Regions from separate parts of the Gossypium hirsutum genome. Here region 1 is linked to region 2. The links are chromatin contacts, called in public Hi-C maps. All regions are on one chromosome and are shown on one strand. Each heading gives the region's core, a stretch centred on a gene start, on an enhancer-like site or on the middle of the called end of the contact. The rest is flanking DNA. Distances are from core to core; before and after follow the strand shown. Region 1 has its middle 10 kb from the start of LOC107901473. Region 2 holds the start of LOC107915038.

Evidence for each region. Hi-C and Micro-C count contacts between places; a contact is called where the count stands out from the background.
Region 1: a contact with region 2 is called in a Hi-C map of leaf, with 1.8 times the contacts expected there. The contact joins the enhancer-like site here to the promoter of LOC107915038 in region 2. A contact is called at or near these places in 2 of 34 Hi-C or Micro-C datasets (both in leaf).

The regions. Positions count from the first base shown.
Region 1 is chrD06:18,401,332-18,406,825 of Gossypium_hirsutum_v2.1, forward strand. No RefSeq gene overlaps it. Among protein-coding and RNA genes, the nearest start is that of LOC107901473, 10 kb to the right of the region's middle. Within about 2 kb of position 2,315, at least 9 of the 9 cell types and tissues checked have an H3K27ac peak or open chromatin away from gene starts, as enhancers often do. A contact at or near this core is called in leaf, where this site is marked.
Region 2 is chrD06:18,244,166-18,250,291 of Gossypium_hirsutum_v2.1, forward strand. It overlaps LOC107915038, which reads left to right and starts at 4,540. Exons shown (of 13, transcript XM_016844135.2): 1 at 4,540-5,290; 2 at 5,459-5,570; 3 at 5,671-5,732. The coding sequence starts at 5,471.

The DNA.
Region 1 (5,494 bases), core at 1,065-3,564, 150 kb after region 2:
AGAGAGTAAAGAACAAATAAAATATGAGAAGCAAATAGAATGTATTTTATTTATCAATGGGATGATTATAATACTTCTTCAAAGTCTTTATTTATAGGCATAAGAAATATAAATGAAGTAGAGATCTAATTCTAATGACTATTAAAATTTAAAATACATCAAAACTTATATTGATCTTGATAGACATCCACTTAAAAAGATAATCATGACAATTTGGTAATTTTATTGACGAATGATAACTTTTCATACACTTTTTGATACATTATTGCCTACGCTATACATAATTTCTTCTCCCAATCCTTAAAGTAGAGAATATTACACGATTAAACTTGTTTGAGCTTACGTCCTCTAGGTTGTTGCAACAAAAACAATGCTAATTGAGTTAAGATTCAATCAAAAAAATTTCATACACTTTGACCTGCTAAAAATTTAATTTAATTACATATTATTTATTATAAATTATTTATACTAATTTTAACTAAATTAAAAAATATTCCATATTAATATTTATACTTAACCATTGATTAATAGATATGACAAAGAATACATGTTTAATGCTAGAGAGGGAATAATGCATCAAATATGGAATGCCAGAGTAATTAGATAAAAATTGCAATGTTTTTTTTTATTGGTAATCATATTGTCGAATATTTTCTTATACTATCATATTACATATGATGATTCAATTTTAAGTTTTGTTACTTTGTTTAGAGAATTTTTTTCTAAAATATTATTGATAGTTTTATAATAAGTAATATTCTGTTTATCTTATATTTAAACTTATATAATTGTGTAATTACAATTTATAGTGCCAAACATGATATAAAATATTACAATGTAATTACACCTAATCAGATAACAAAACACGTAAATTAGAATGCCTAATAATTATAAGAGGGTTTATACTATCCTACTAATTACTATTGAACACTATAGATTAATTAGATGAACGTGTGATTAGTAGATTGAACCTTAAACGAAGAAAAAAAAGTTTTCTAAGGCTTATTTTCCTCATTTATAAGATCAAAAATCGAAATTTTACTTAAAAGTGATAACAAACTTCTTATCCAACAACCTGTAGGGTGTAATCTACAAAGAAGTCCCAATAACAAATATATATTTTTTATCATCTTTGCAATTGCAACTTGAGATTAGGTGAAGACTAGTTTTTTTTTTTTTACATTGTTTGTCAAGGAAAGAGCTGAGATAGTAGAAGCAAGGAATAAGGACGTAACCACAGAAGGAGCTGGCAATCAAGAAACAACCACCAAGGACAATTAAGAATTACGTAGAAGCTTGAGAGAGAGAAAGGCACCCCAGGCCTTAATCAATTTTGTCTGCTTCTAAGGATCCTAGAGATTAAGCATATAAATAATAGAGAATGTAGAATGTGAAATCTATTTGTATTCCTTGGATATTTTTCAAACTTCTTAACCTACTATCTATTCTCCTTTCTATTCCTATATTCTCTTTTTCTGGTTACTGACACATAACATTTTGGTGCTTCCATCGAGATTGGACAATATGATGAATAACACTGAATCCATAAAAACTTTGCAGGAGACGAGTGCCTGTCATGATCAAATTTTGGTCACTCTCCAATCTCAGGTAGTGGATCAAAAGCAATGGAATGCGACCACTTAGCAAACCTTTCATGATGTAGTTCGCCAGTTAACGGTGATTCCTGCATAGTTGAGAGCTATGGAACCACTTTTTGTGATGGTGAAGGTACAATGGAAATCATGGTTAACTGGGGCAAGGCAAAGATAAGAGCCGAATCCAATGTTGTATTTCCCTTCTCACCAAAACCAGTTCAAGTAGAGTTACCCCTATTTAATGGGACAGACCTAGAAGAGTGGCTAGCATCCAAGAATGACTTCTTTGAGTTTACGGCACTAAAGACCACCATCAGGTAACCATGGTATCCTTCAAAATGGAAGGAACTGCCAAGAAATGGTTCTGTTGGATACAACGACAACGTCAGCTGGCGGGTTGGCACCATTTGTTCGGAGTGATTCAACAGCGTTCTAAGCTTATCCAAACAACAACAATGGAAGATTATCAAACACGTTTTGAAGACTTTTTCTTACGCACAACCAACCTATCTAATGAATTCCTTATACAATGTTTTGTGTCTAGGCTCTATTCGAATATAAAAAATGAGGTCCTGGGCTATCGATCCAATTCTATGAACGAAGTACTTGCTCTGGCCCACTTTCATGAAGCCAAATCTAACGAGACACGGAAATCATTGGATCAGGTACTGAGTCTAAAACTACCACCTCTATTATTAACACCCATTATGTTTCCTATTGGGCCTAAAGCACAACCCGAACGCCCACCTTCATCAGACCATCACACGATCTCTCCTAACCCTATGCAATATCAAGCACAACGAGAGAGTTTTGTGTTATTACTGTGATGCTAAATTCGTTCTGGGTCATAAATGTAAGGATCCTCAGTTATTTCTACTGGATGATGAACTTGAGGATGAGCACCTAGTTACGGTGATAAGGACGATGGTGAATGAGGGCAACGAACTAGAGGTTTCAGACGACACCGTGCAAAAATAATCTCTGGTCTCCTTCAATGCCCTTGTGGGCTGCTTAACTCCTAATACCTTTCGTGTTATGGGGGAGATTCAAGGCCATCAGGTACATATTTTGATTGACGGCAGTAGTACACATAACTTTATACAGTCTTGAGTAGCGAAACATTTAGGTTTGACGGTGACGACAATGTCAAATTTTAGTGTTTTGGTGGGTAACGAAGACAAGTTACAAAATAAGGGTTGTATGCATAATCTTAAACTACGAGTTCAAGGTACTGAATTGATGACAAACTTCTATGTGCTACCATTAGAAGCCAATAAAATGATTTTAGGGGTTGCTTGGATGGCCACTTTAGGGCTAGTAACTATGGATTTTTCTACGCTCCAGTTTTAATTCCGTCAAGTGGAAAAGGAATATCGCTAGAAAGGGGAAACAGGGTTGGCACATCAACCAATACAATTGCAATCCTTACGGTATTTGAAAGACACTAAGGCAGTGACTGCGTATTATTATTTGCAAATCGATACGAGACCAGCGATGGAAGGCACAGTTGAACCAGAGGATATGAAAAGTCTATTGGCTAAGTTCAAAATGGTTTTTGTTGCACCACACGGTTTACCCCCTGTTAGAGAAACCGACCATGCTATCCATCAACAACCTATGAGCAAACCGGTTGATGTCAGGCCATACAGATATCCCTATTTTCAAAAAGAGGAAGTTGAACATCAAGTTCAACACATGTTAGACCACCAATTGATTCGCAAGACTAATAGTCCATTTTCTTCTCCGGGGCTGTTGGTAAAGAAGAAGAATAGAACGTGGTGGTTTTGCATTGAGTACCGTGCCTTAAATGCAGTCATCATTAAGGATAATTTTTTTATTCCCATTGCCGAGGAGCTTTTTGATGAATTGGGTAATTCTCACTTCTTCTCCAAATTGGATTTAATTGCTAGATATCATCAGATTTGAGTCAAGGATGACGATGTCCCAAAAACAACGTTCCAAACACATGAAGAACATTACAAGTTCCTCGTAATGCCGTTTGGGTTAACCAATGCACCATCCACTTTTTAAGAAACAATGAACGATCTCTTCCGACCATTTCTACGTAAGTTTGTTTTAATTTTTCTGGATGACATTCTTGTTTATAGTTGGAATTGGCAGGAACACCTAAAACATGTATGATATGTGCTACAAAAGTTGCAAGAGAATGGTTTTGTCACAAAGCGCATCAAGTGTACATTCGGACGGGCCACAGTTGAATATCTGGGTTATATAGTCTCAAGATAGGAATTGGCAGTGGATCCCGTAAAGGTTGAGGCAATCCGAGCTTGGCTGGTACCTACCACGATCAAGGACATGCGGGGGTTTTTAGGCATTGCATCATACTATCTTAAATTTATTAAGGGATTTGCCACTATTGTAGCTCCTATATCTGATTTTCTTTGCAAAGGCCAATCATTTGAATGGACTGAAGCAGCTCAATATGCCATAGAACACTTGAAATCACGTCTTTGCTATGCTCAGCGCTTGGACTGTCGTAGTTTGATAAAGAATTTTAGATCAAAACCAACGCTTCTGGAACAGGGATAAGAGTGATTTTAACTTAAGAGGGTAAAGCATTAGCCTATTTTAGCTAGAAGCTTAGTCTACGAATGCAAGGTGCTTCCACTTACAACTGAGAAATGTTTTCCATTACCCAGACAGTGGGCAAGTGGCGTCAGTATCTTGTGGTTCATAAATTCATCATCATCATTGATCAGCAGTCGTTGAGGGAATTGAACCAGTAAACTATACAAACTCCGAAACAACAATGATGGTTGTTGAAATTAATCGGGTACGATTTTGAGATCCGTTACCGATCAGGGAAACTCAACAATGTTGCTGACACATTATCCAGGGATATCGAAGCATCTTTCATGGCTTTTTCTCGACCACTATTTGGTATCATTGATGATCTACGTGCAGCAAGTCAACAGGATACTGATATTCAAAACATTTGAACTAGCATTTGAGAGGGACAAACCGATTTTTCTGGGTATGAAGAGCAGGATGGTTTGATATTGGTGTGAGGGAGAATTTTGGTACCTTAGGAAGCTGCACTGAAATCACTGTTGTTACGAGAATGTCATAGTTCGATAATGGGTGGACATGCTGGTATTACACGTACCTTTTAGAGATTAGCTGCAAAATTTTATTGGAAAGGTATGCGGAAAGAGGTTCGACAGTTTGTCACTAAATGCCAAGTTTGCCAATGAATGAAAAGTTATAGCTTGGCCCCGACGGGACCTCTTCAACCCCTCCCCATTCCGAACCAGGTATTTGAAGACATTTCTTTAGACTTCATAGTGGGCTTGCTGAAATCTAAGGGGAAGGAGACTATCTTGGTACTTGTTGACTAGCTCACTAAGTACAGACATTTTTTTTGCACATCCGAAGCTTTTTGATAGTAAATATGTAGCCAAGGTCATGGTACAAGGGTTTGTGAAACTTCATGTGATACCGATAACAATTGTCAGTGATAGAGATCAGATTTTTTTAATGAAATGCGGACCGAAATAGCCAAGCTGCAAGGAACCGAGTTATGTTTAAGTTCAGCTTACCACCCACAGACTGATGGGAAAATTGAAGTTTTGAATCGATGTCTAGAGATGTATCTTCGTTGTATAGCAGGCGATGATTCGAGCATGTGGGAACAATACTTTGCATAGGCGGAGTACTGGTGCAGTACGACCTATCAGACATCAGCAGGGATGACCCCTTTTCGAGCTTTGTATGGACGTGACCCTCCCACCATCTTCAACTACTTAAAGGGCTGTTCTTGTAATGCTCAGATAGATCATGATTTGCAAGAACGTGATGTGTTGCTTCGGGTATTGAAAGACAATTTAATTCAAGCGCAAGGATGTATGAAAAATCAAGCGGACAAGCATCGACGCGAA
Region 2 (6,126 bases), core at 3,290-5,789:
TCCATACGTACCAGAATAAAGTGTGTAGACTTCGACAAACGGTCGATGATTACCCAAATAAAATCTTTCTTTTTTGGAGATAAGGGTAATCCCGTCACAAAATCCATGGTAACTCTGTCCAATTTCCATTCCGGTATCGTAACTGGTTGTCATAGTCCCGAAGGTACCTGATGTTCAGCTTTAACTTGCTGACATATCAAACATTTAGATACAAATTCAGAAATATCACGCTTCATTCCCGGCCACCAGTACATTTGTTTCAAATCGTTGTACATTTTATTACTCCCCAGATGCACAAACATAATACCACTATGAGCTTCATATAAAATCTTCACTACAAGCTCTGAATTCTTTGGAACACAAACTCTGCCTCTAAATAATAGACAGTCATCAGGTCCAATCTGAAATTCTGAATCAGAAGTCGATTCACACTGTACCCTTTTAGCTTGCATCTTATTATCACTTTTCTGAGCTTTACAGATATGTTGCAGAAACATTGGTTTAGCTTTTAACTCAACCAAAATTGAACCATCATCTGAAAATGACAATCAGGTATTCATTACTCGTAAAGAAAACAGAGATTTTCTACTCAGAGCATCTGCAACCACGTTTGCTTTTCCCAGTTGATAATCAATAACCAAATCATAGTCTTTTAGCATTTCAAGCCACCGCCGTTGTCTTAGATTCAAATCTTTCTGTGACATCAAATACTTTAAGCTTTTGTGATCAGTGAATATGTGAAATTTGTCACCAAACAAGTAGTGTCACCAAATTTTCAAAGAAAATACAATAGCTGCTAATTCCAGATTATGTATCGGGTAATTCTTTTCATGTGGTTTTAGCTTTCTAGATGCATAAGCTATCACTTTACCTTCTTGTATCAATACACAACTTAAACCATTCAATGTTGCATCACTATATATTACAAATTACTTTCCCGATTCACGCTGAACCAGAACTGGTGCTTCGGTCAAAAGGCCTTTCAATCGATCAAAGCTTTGCTGGCATTTATCAGACCACTCAAATTTCACATCTTTCTGTAGTAACTTTGTCATCGGAGAAGTTATCATCGAAAACTCTTGTACAAATCTTCAATAGTAACCGGCTAATCCCAAAAAAATTCTAACTTCAGACACATTTTTCGATGTTTCCAATTAATAATTGTTGAAATTTTATTCGGATCCACCCTATTGCCTTCAGCAGATACTATATATCTAAGAAAACCAACTTCCTAAAGCCAGAATTCATAGTTACTAAATTTAGCATACAACTGTTTCTCACGAAGTGTTTGTAGAATAATTCTCAAATGGTCAGCATGCTCGGTTTCATCTCGGGAATATACCAGAATATCATCAATAAGTACCACCACAAATCTATCCAAATACAGTCTAAAAATTTTATTCATTAAATCCATAAATACCGTAGGTGCATTTGTTAAGCCAAATGGCATCACAAGAAATCATAATGTCCGTACCTGGTTTTGAATGTTGTTTTCGGCACATCTGAATCTTTTACTCGTAACTGATAGTAACCAGAACGAAGATCAATCTTTGAAAATACTATAACACCTTTCAACTGATCAATCAAGTGATTAATGCGGGGTAGTGGATACTTATTTTTAATTATAACTTTATTGAGTTGTCGGTAATCAATACACAATCTCAATGATCCATATTTTTTCTTGACAAACAAGACCAGCGCACCCCAAGGTGAGAAACTAGGTCTAGCAAAGCCTTTGTTAGTCAGTTCTTACAACTGCGCTTTTAACTTTTTTAATTCAGTAGAAGCCATTCTATAGGGTGCTATAGATATTGGTGTTGTCCCCAGAATAAGATTTATAGAGAATTCAACCTCTCTGACCGGCAGTAATCCAGGTAATTCTTTCGAAAACACATCAGGATACTCACAGACTACTATCACTGATTTAATCTTTGATTCAGATACTTTAGTATCCAATACATAAACAATGTAAGCATCATAACCTTTTCTGACATATTTCTATGCTGACATGACTGATATCACATTAGACAACCCATTCAAATTATTAGATTCAATTTAGTTACACGAACTTACCTCGACAATATTCGTGAACTTGTATACTACTAATCCGTTACTTTTTTTTACCTCGATCTAGTCCGTATTTTGTCTATCTGGATTTATACGAGTAACTTTAGCTCAATTTAATACAATTCATATTCAATTCAATTCAATTCACGTCCTAAGAAAAATTACCATTTTGTCCCTATACTTTTAATTAATGTCGATTTCGTCCCTGGCTCAGAAAATAAAATTCATGCAATTTAATCCTTATTCCAAGTCTAACCGATTTTTACATGTAACATTTGCAGCCCATGTAATTCATAAAATTCAAAATTTTTCCATAAATTTTACATCTTTCCAATTTAGTCCCTAAATCACAATTTCATCAAAATTTACTTTACAAAAGTTATGTATCTATCAACAACCTTTAGTTTTCTACCATAAATTTCATAATTCATGCATATTCATCCATGTAAAACTTTAATATCTTGATAAATTTACAAATTAATCCCCGAGATAGCTAGATTAAGCTATTATGATCTCGAAAATATAAAAATTACTAAAAACGGGACAAAATTACTTACCCAATTAAGCCAAGTAAGCTTGCTTGAATTATTTTCTCTTAGCTAGGGTTTCCATGTAAAATAATTTGGGAAAGATGATGAAAAGTATGATATTTTGTTATTTAATTATTTATCATCTTTTACTATTTCCACTTTCCACTTTCCAATTTCATCATTTCCTTTATTTAATTTTCCATGGATGAATCATCAAACTTATATACTAGCTCCTCTTAATGGTCTATTTGCCATAAGGACCTCCAATTTTGAATTCCATAGTTATTTGATACTTATAGTACTAGAACTCAACTTTCACATTTTATGCAATTTGGTCCTTTCCATCTAATTAAACATGAAATCGGTAAAATTTTCTTAACAATATTTTTATACGATATTTCTATCATATGGTAGACCATAAAATAATTTTAAAATAATTTTTTCTTACAGACTCGGATTTGTGGTCCCGAAACCACTATTCCGATTTCACTGAAAACAACCTGTTACACTCGCGGTATAGTACAGGTTGCACAAGTGAAATCCGTTTAGAAGTATGCTTTCTCTATTTGATGTTGATTAGAATAAGGTGTTTTAAACTTACTGCATTACTTCTATTTGAATTTGATTAGAATATAGTTTTACAAAGTTATAAATAGACGTAGTCGTCTTTCCTTTGGATCATTCGAATTCGACATAGTGAATTTTCTTCTCCTCTACCTGTGGTTTTTCCCCAAAAGGGTTTCCACATAAAATCTGTGTGTTCTATTTTTCTCTCTTTTATTTCCATTATCGACATTCTATTTTTACAAGAAGTAATCCTTTGTAGAAGTATTGTAAAAGGAATTGTTCAATAATGACATGTTATGGGCAACTTGCAGACATCTTTTTGAAGTGCTTTGTAACAACTCATTTTCGATGGTGTTGGGAATAGTGGCTTCAGGACTAAAATTTCGTGAGTAAATAAATATTATTTATTTAATATTTAAGAGGTTATTAGAGTTTCGTATTAGTGTTTGATCAAGTAATTTTAGTGATTGAATAGTTAATTAAGAAAAAATGACTAAATCGTAACAATCGTAAAAATTTGATTTCCATTGAATTTAGTTGTCTAGTGGCTTAATTAAATTTTGTTAAGGGATTTAAGTGGTATTTATAATATTTGGATGGTGAGTAATTATATTATAATGTTAAGTTAAAATTTTAAATAAATAAAAATTAGTTTAATAAAACAAAATAAGGGTCATCTTCCCCATCTTATTTTCTTCCACCTGAAACCACAAAAGAAACAAGAAGCCATAGTCATTTTCTTGAAGCATAATCGGCCCTTGCGTATGAGTACTCCTTAAGTCCATTGTTAGTAATTTTTATATTTTTAAGATTGTTGTAGCTTAATCTAGCTAATCTGAAGATTATTTCGTAAAACTGTTAAAAATTTTGAAACTTGCTATTAATGATTTTTAGATGTTGAAATTATATGGTAGATTTATAAGCTTGGTAGCTAAATAAGACCATTTTGTAAATAAATTTTTATTAGTTTTGAAACTAGGGACTAATATGAAAATATATTAATCTTAACATAACATTTTTGTAAATTTTAATATTCAAAGGCTGGTTAAGGATGAAATTATAATCGGTTTCAAGTATTGGGGTTTAAATATGAAAGTTATAATAGTTTTGATTATAGGGACTAAATTAAATAAAAAATTAAAAAAATAAACAAAACATGTATTTACAAATTAAAACATATATAGCTAAAAGGGAAACTATAAGAATATCAAAAAACGACAAAAAGAAAAAAGAAAAAAGAAAAAAGAAAAAAGGAAGAGTAAATGCAATCTAAGGGAATATGTAAAGCAAGGAACAAACATTATATAGGAAAATCATTTAGGAAGAACGTGGAGTTTAAAAAGGCCAGCATTGCGAATGGTGGAAATCTTGTGGTTGAGCGACATTGATAAGGGTGAATTTAGAGACAGCATCATCCTCCATTTCCAATTACTGTACTTCTTACTGCAACACCAAACCCTGTTAACTAAAAATACAATTAGGAACAAAGGCCACTGCACTCTGTGTAGTTGATAATGCTGCTGCTTAGCAACCTGAAACTCATTTCAGACCAACTGAGTTTTGTACGGTTTAATTTAGTATCTATACTCCGTTTTTTTTTTTAATTATTGATATATGTTATTTAAAAAAAAAAAAGAAAACGCTTTCTACAAGATGTTGTAAGACGCATTTTACTTTCTCTATCCTGAAAAGGACGAGGAGTTGTTAGAAGAAAGAATATTTTAATCCCCCTCTTTGCTACCACAGTCGATTGCCACCGTTGTACCACTGCTTCAATCCCCGCCGTTCCTTCATCCACCCGCTGCTGTTCCTATAATTATAAAATTAAATATCAATTATGTTTCAATTTAGTTGTGAAATTATAAAAATATAATTATTATTTTACCTAAAAGTAAATATCAGCTAAACATTTAATTATAAATATTCAATGCGATCGACTGTGACTTTGTGTACCAGGGAAGTCTTAGAAAAAAAAAATAAAAAAGGAAGAAAAACGTACGAAAACGATGCGTTTTAGGCGTCATCCTAACATTTAGCTTAAGCCAGCTTCAGCAGCAAACCCTAATTCTTTGTTTTCTCTGACTTTCTCTCTCCTCTCCAGTGATCGCACGCCTATTCAAACTCAGGTAGATGAATTCATTAAATTTTCATCTTTTTTTTTGTTTTTGAAATTATGAGATAATGTCTGAATCCATTGGTACATGTTTGTTATATTAGTTGTTCGCTTCTAATATTTGCCAATTACAATTTCTATTTCATGGCGTTTAAAAGTCTTTTTTTTTTCTTTCAATAAGGGTTATACAATAATGGAGTCCAATACAGAGAATAATGTGAAGCAACAACAACCAGCACAGAGGATACAAATATACCCTCCCACTACCACTGGAGTTTCCCCATTTTGGATAGGTGTCCAAATTACTCCCTTTTTGCTCACAATTCTTGGTCTGCATCGAGTCGATATTTGGTGTTTTAAGTTTTTTTTTATTTTTATTTTTTGTTTTTGCAGCTAAGTATGAAAGAGATGCTAAGAAGTACTGGGATCAATTCTACAGGCGGCATCAAGATAAAGCAAGTCCCTTTGCACTTTTCTTTAGTTATTTTTTCACCCTTTTCTTAGCTATTGCTACCATTGTTGTAATGCTGTGTTATTACTTCAATGCTCTACCACTACTCTGATCCAAAACCAGTTTTTTGACTGGTTGTTACAAGTTGCTTTTGATGACGTTTAATGCAATGATAATTGATATGTATAGCTTCTCAAGTACCTAACATCTAGGCTCGTAAGTTAGAAATTTGGTTTGGTCTTTGTAGTAGCTATAGTGCTGGTTGCCAAGTTTCTTTTTTGGGTCACTTCTACAAAAGCTGAAACTTCTATGGAACCACTGCCAAAAGTTTTATTTATTTATTTAGTTTTGCTATGATTACTTGTATTGATTATGACATTGCTCAATTCGTATTGTTT